Linked DNA regions of Sus scrofa: region 2 is linked to region 1. The links are chromatin contacts, called in public HiChIP or PLAC-seq maps. All regions are on one chromosome and are shown on one strand. The core of a region is the stretch at or near the end of the contact, and the rest is flanking DNA. Distances in the headings are between cores, read along the strand shown.

Region 1 (2,825 bases), core at 26-2,525:
AATAGAGCCAAGCCCAGAGGGATTCTAGTCAGATCCGGGGCAGGCTAGTGGGAGCATTTATTTGCTTAAATGGCATATATTTATTCAGCATTTACTGTGTGATTAGCAAAGCAGTGGGAAGGTACCATGTATGAGACAGTTTCTCCCCTGAGTTGCTGACAATTTCGCTGAAGATCACATACACGAAATAGTCAAAACAGCAACAAAAGGTAGGGACCGAATGCTGTGGGAATTCAGAGGACAGGATCGTTACGGGTTGGAGCAATCGAGGAAGGCTTCCTGAAAGATTTCATTGTAACTGTTCGTTGATAGTTGATATAATAAACGTTTACCGACGGTTAAGCGCCCAGCTCTGAGGATAGGGCAGTGAACAATTCACAGTCCTTGTCCTCATGGAGCCGACATTCCAGAAGGAAAAGGAGGACAGCAAACAATGTACCAGGTAGAGGTGAGTGATATATTTAAAAGTAAAGCCAGGGGAGGAGATAGAGCTGTGGACGACGGCCAGTGGAGTTTAGAGACCAAAGAAAAGGGGAGTAACGGGTGTGGTCAGAGACGGGGCGGACTCTGATGGCTGGGAAAGGTTATTAGTTACTCCTTGGGCCAAAGTAGGGATCTCAGAAAGCCGACACACCCTTATCCCTCTCCGTGTATTCACAGTATTGAGACATTCAAGAGCACACCTAAGAAATAAGAATGGTAGATAACTCCCTATATCAGCCTGTCGCCCCCTGGGGGAAGAGAACCACGACCGGCCTTTTAAGAATCCAAACCTCCCCACGTACCTTGATGCATAATTCATGAACCTGTCGCCTTCCCACCCTCCCACTCCCCCAGAAGTCCCTTCCGGAAGCCCGGGACCGCAGTTCAACTCCTGCCCTTAGAGGAACCCACCTTCACTTCCGCTGTGGCGTCACATCCCTGGCGGGTCCTGCGTCCCTGGGCAGAAGCCACTTCCGCCCCTATTTGTCGTAACGTCCGCCCTGAATACCCTGGAGCGCGAGCCGCGCCGGATGTGCTCTTGCCGCTCCCGGAAGTGACTCGACCTTTGCATTTCCCCCTTTCCCCATTGTGGCCCCCCCTACATAGCTATTTCCCTCCCTCCCCCCTTTTCGTTTCCGGCGCTCCCGCCTTCTCTCAGCCTCGGCTCAACTCCGAGCCAGTGGGGGGAGGGAGGGAGGGAGGGGGCGTGGAGGAATCGGGGTTCTCGGGAGCACAAGCTGCAGCACCACTTCCGGGTGAGTGTTAGGGGAGGGAGGGCGGGAGGGGGCCACCCACTGCCTCGCGCCCCCGCCCTGCGGGTGTCTCGCGCGCGTTCCGTGCGTGTGAGTGTGTGGGTCTGTCTCGCGCCTAAAGTGCGTGCCCGCGCGCTCGCCTCGCGCTCTCCCCCCTCCCCTCGCCCCCTCCGGGTCCTCCCACCATACTCGGCTCCCTCCTTTCCCAGCAAACGCCGCCCCTCCCGCGCTCTGGCGCCGCCGCAGCCGTCGCCGCCGGGTGAGTCTCGCGCCGCTGCAGCCGGCGCGCGCCGAGCTCTCTGCTCCTCCCCCTCCCCTTTTCCTTGGGGGGCGGAGAAGGGGGGTCCTCGATGGGACTGTACGTGTGTCCGTCCCGGAACCGGAAGTGGTTGTGGAGGAGCGGGCGATGGGGAGGAATGGGGGGGCTTAGGGGGCGGGTGTCTGTCTGGTGGGTGGCAGAGTTCAGCTCCCTGGAGGGGAAGGAGAGGCGTCCCAAAGAAGGGTATTTGAGGAAAGGGTGGAGGGCGACATCAGGAGAAGGCGCCCAAGGGCTGTCTCAGGGCAGCGAAGGTGTTTGGGGATCAGCCGGGGTCTCCAATAGCTAGACCACTGTGCAGGCTGAGGGAGGTACTTCTTGGCGTAGGGCCTTGGGTAGGCAGGGGCGAAGTCCTCGCAGAAGTGGGGGGGAGGCCAGAGGAAGCGGCTGGGCCTAAACTGGCACTGTGCCTGACACAAGGGCTTGTGCATCCCCCTTAGTCCTCAGCTTTGCTTTCTGAGCCAATCCTCAGGAGGCAGGGACCCTTCTCTTCTTCCAACTCTCTGTTCTCTCACCCCCGACTACCTGCGGCCCTGGGAAACCAAGAAGAACCAGTGTCTGAGCCCAAGTGGAACCCTCACACTGGTGATAGAGTTCATCTTAGTTGATGGGAATTGAACTTCTTTGCCTTGTATCCACATAGGGGTGGCACTACACTCCTGTTATTATATCCTTGCATCTTTGGATTGTTGGTTGGGGGTCGGCCTGCCTTCCAGACTGAGTGCTGACAGTCAAAGAATTCCTGAGGTTCTCCAGTTCTCCGGTGGCTGCACCCTTACCGGCCCCTGTAACCCAGACAATTTGTTTACAGAAAGTTCAGGAGCCCTGGAAAGGAGAAGGAATAAGACGACAGGAGGAAGAGAGAGAGAGGGTAAGACAATTGGGGGTTAATGGCTTTTTCGGTACGGGGGGAGAAGGGATCATAAAGGGACGTTTTGGGGACAATGTGACAGAATCCTTCACATAATAGCAATTGTAATCTTGGTGTTTGCTGTGGGAGAAGCCTCTCATTATCTCTTGAGGATACCCAGGAAATTTTGTGCAAAAAGTTGGCACTGTACCCCATCACCTTCCATTGCCACCAGTCCTCATCAAGATTGAATTGTGAAATGCTTGCATGAAATCACTAAGCAGTGTTGCACTGTGCCCAAAAGAGAAATTCATTCTGCTTTAGGGACACATGGGCCCTAGTTGCTAGTATAGTCCTTTTGGCATAGCTTATGAAATTGCTTTCCTCTGTTAGGAACAAGCAGAGCTGACTTTAGAGTGGAGTT
Region 2 (2,914 bases), core at 250-2,749, 68 kb after region 1:
CTTCAGGTGTATATAGCATGATCCTCTGTTCACACTGTAGTGGGATGTCCATCCATAGGCGTGGCCTAGGATGAGAATGGACCACTTGACCTGAGGAGGTGGTGTGGGAAGGGGACTGCTGGAATGTTGAGAAATAGTCTTTAGGTGGGCATTTGTAATTATTATGGGATGCTCTGAGGTGAACTGAACTTTATGTGAATGGCTCATCTGACCAGCTTGGTATTTGGTGGGTCTTACTCAAAATTTAACTGGAGGTAAGTGTTGCTAAGTGTCTGGAGAACATCTGGATTTTGGTGGGATTGGGTGGGGCTCAGTCCAGTTCCTGCATGTCTGAAAATGATGGATGAGGAAAGCTAGAGTCTGTCCTAGACATCAAGAGACTTTGTGCCAGGATACTGCTTTGGGCCATTAAGGGCTGAAGGTGTGTACAAGTTGGGGCGGGGACAGGGCAATGTGGATAGCCTGCTTCACCCTTGCTGGTGTGGGAGTTAGGGTTTTAGACTGACAGCCTCTGGAGATGGGGGAGGGATGAGTATAAATATTATGGGATGCCTGACTGGAAAGGTATAGGGGTGGTAGAGATGAGCATTATGGGACCTGACTCTGGGTTGTGTTGGGAGTATTATTGTATGTTTGCTTGACCACAGGTTCTTTGTCATTATTATGGGATGTCAGGGTGTGGGTGGGGGAGTAAAATTATGGGATATCTTTCCAGTGCTAGAGGAAAGGAGTTTGGATGTCCATCTGTGAGGTGACTGTAGGGCTGTTGATCATTATGGATATCTCTGATAGAGGAGGAGTGGTTATTATGGGCTGTGGAGTGGGAATGAACGTCTGAAGCCTTGGGGTCGAGTTTTGAGGTTCTAGCCCACAGGGGCTGAGGGCAGCTCCCCAGGGGGTTGGTTATTATGGGATGTCAGTACAGAAAGTGGGAGACTGATTACTACGGGATGTGTGTGGGAAGTGGGAAGAGGCCGAAGTGTCCGTTGTTGGGGGGGGGTGAGTTTCTGACTATTATGGGATATCAAACTGGGGGTGGATGAAGAGTGGTTATTATGGGATGTCTGTGGGGGATGGGGATGAGTATTATGGGATGTGAGCATGAAGAGCGGGTAGGGGTGCTTATTATGGGATGGCCATGGGGAGGGAGAGGTGACGAATTATTATGGGATGTTAGCATTAGGGCCAAGAGTGAAGAAGTTGGCAAAGGATGGCTATTATGGGATGTCTAGGGGAGGGGTAAAGTGTTAGTTGCAAAAGGTCTGCAATATCATGAGATGTCAACATCCCTGGCATATATGTATATGTGTATGGAGTGCGTGCGCGTGGGGGGGTGATGGTTGTGGTGGTGGTGGTGGTACGGTGGTGGTGGTGGTGGTGGTGTCCGTGTGTATTATGGGATGGCCAGGAGGTGGGTGGTTGCCCGGGTGACACGCGCGCGCGCGCTCGAAGGGGGCGTGGCCAGTGGTTGCTGAGCGACGAGGGGGCGGGGGTTGCCCGGGAGACCTAGGGAGGAGGGTGGCGGTAGTGGAGGGGGGGTTGGAGTTGGTTGAGGTTATTATGGGCTGTCCGTGGGGGGGCGGGGCCTGTGCGGTGGGATTTCCCGGCCGGTGTTTCGGGCCCTTTAAGAGGCGACGCTGGAGCCGGAGCCATTTTCCCCCCTTCGGCCGCGGCGAGGAGGAGCCGGAGCGGGAGTGACACCCGGCCGGACCCTGCGCGACCTGCGGCGGCTCCGGGGTGAGGAGAGCGCGGGGTTCCCAGACAGAAGCCCCTCTCATCCCGACCGGCCCCGAGGGTCATCCCTCCACCCAGCCTCTCTTCGGGCGTCCCCGGACCCGCAGACCGCCCCCTGCCCGGGAAGCCGACCCTGCCTCTCCTTCCCCTGCAGGGCGCCCAGCCCCCGCCCTCGCCCTGCCCGACTCTAGCTCTCCGCGACTCCCACCTCGGGCTTTGCCTCCCACAATGCCCGGCGCCCCCCTCGCCCTTTGCTCACTTGCCCCCCGGGACACGTGGCCCGGCCCCCCGCCTGGTGGGAGCCCCGGCCCCCCACGCCCCTGCCTCCAGCCCCCCGGAGCGCCGAGCCTCCACGCCCCCTCGTCCCCGCGGCTTCTCCGGAGAACCCGAGTTGTCCCAGAGGACAGCCTTTGGAGAGCTGCCCTGTCTGGGGACTGGCCCCTCCCCAGGCGCAGGGAGTCGCCCCCCCACCCCCAAGTGACCTTGTGTCCCCAAGCGCCTCGCCGCCGGCCGCCTCCCCCGATCCTCCCCCCACCCCCCCCGCGCCGCGGCCACTCGGACCCCCTCCCCCGACACGCCCGGCTCAGTTCAGCGGCTTCTCCCCTCCCTACGCCGGCACCGGCTTGCCCTCGGGGGCGCCGCTTCCTCCGGTCTGGGGGGCTCCAGCCCGGGAGCCGGCTTCCGGGCTGCCCCTGGGAGTGTGGAACTAAGTTCAGCCTGAGTGGTTCGGGTGCCCTGCTCGGGTGGCTGAGGGGTGGGGGGGCCGGGGGTGGGCGGAAAGCGCGGCGGGGTGGGGGAGGGGGCCGTGCGCGTCACTGACTGTTCTCTTTCTCTCCCCCCTCCCCCGCACAGTGACTCGGGCCAGTGTCGAGGGCCCCAGGCCGCAGGCAGGAGCAGCTGGGCCAATTCCCTGGCCGGGAGCGGAAGGGGATGGCGTCGGGCCTGGGCTCCCCGTCCCCCTGCTCAGCGGGCAGTGAGGAGGAGGATATGGATGCACTTTTGAACAACAGCCTGCCCCCACCCCACCCAGGTAACATCTTCCCCAAGGGCCCCGGGCAGGAAGGAGCCATCTGGGCCCTCCCTAGTGGCTCCGTGAGGCAGGGTTGAGTTTCTGGGCTTGCTCTGTGCAGTGAGAGGTGGAGGGCATCCGAAGGGAGTGGTTCTCTTCTGCGGAGCTCTT

The links. HiChIP or PLAC-seq counts read pairs in DNA pulled down with a chosen protein or histone mark.
Region 2: a contact with region 1 is called in an H3K27ac HiChIP or PLAC-seq map of skeletal muscle. The contact joins the promoter of CHD4 here to the promoter of ZNF384 in region 1. A contact is called at or near these places in 6 of 47 Hi-C or Micro-C datasets (alveolar macrophages, blood, liver and 1 more) and 2 of 2 datasets of contacts at active chromatin or transcription factors (alveolar macrophages and skeletal muscle).

Annotation. Positions count from the first base shown.
Region 1 is chr5:64,002,193-64,005,017 of Sscrofa11.1, forward strand. ZNF384 (zinc finger protein 384) reads left to right here and starts at 1,276. Exons shown (of 12, transcript XM_021092415.1): 1 at 1,276-1,494; 2 at 2,363-2,422. It overlaps LOC102163385 (a long non-coding RNA gene), which reads right to left and starts at 1,237. Exons shown (of 2, transcript XR_297164.3): 1 at 895-1,237; 2 at 1-683.
Region 2 is chr5:64,070,128-64,073,041 of Sscrofa11.1, forward strand. CHD4 (chromodomain-helicase-DNA-binding protein 4) reads left to right here and starts at 1,500. Exons shown (of 40, transcript XM_021092425.1): 1 at 1,500-1,737; 2 at 2,587-2,764. The coding sequence starts at 2,665.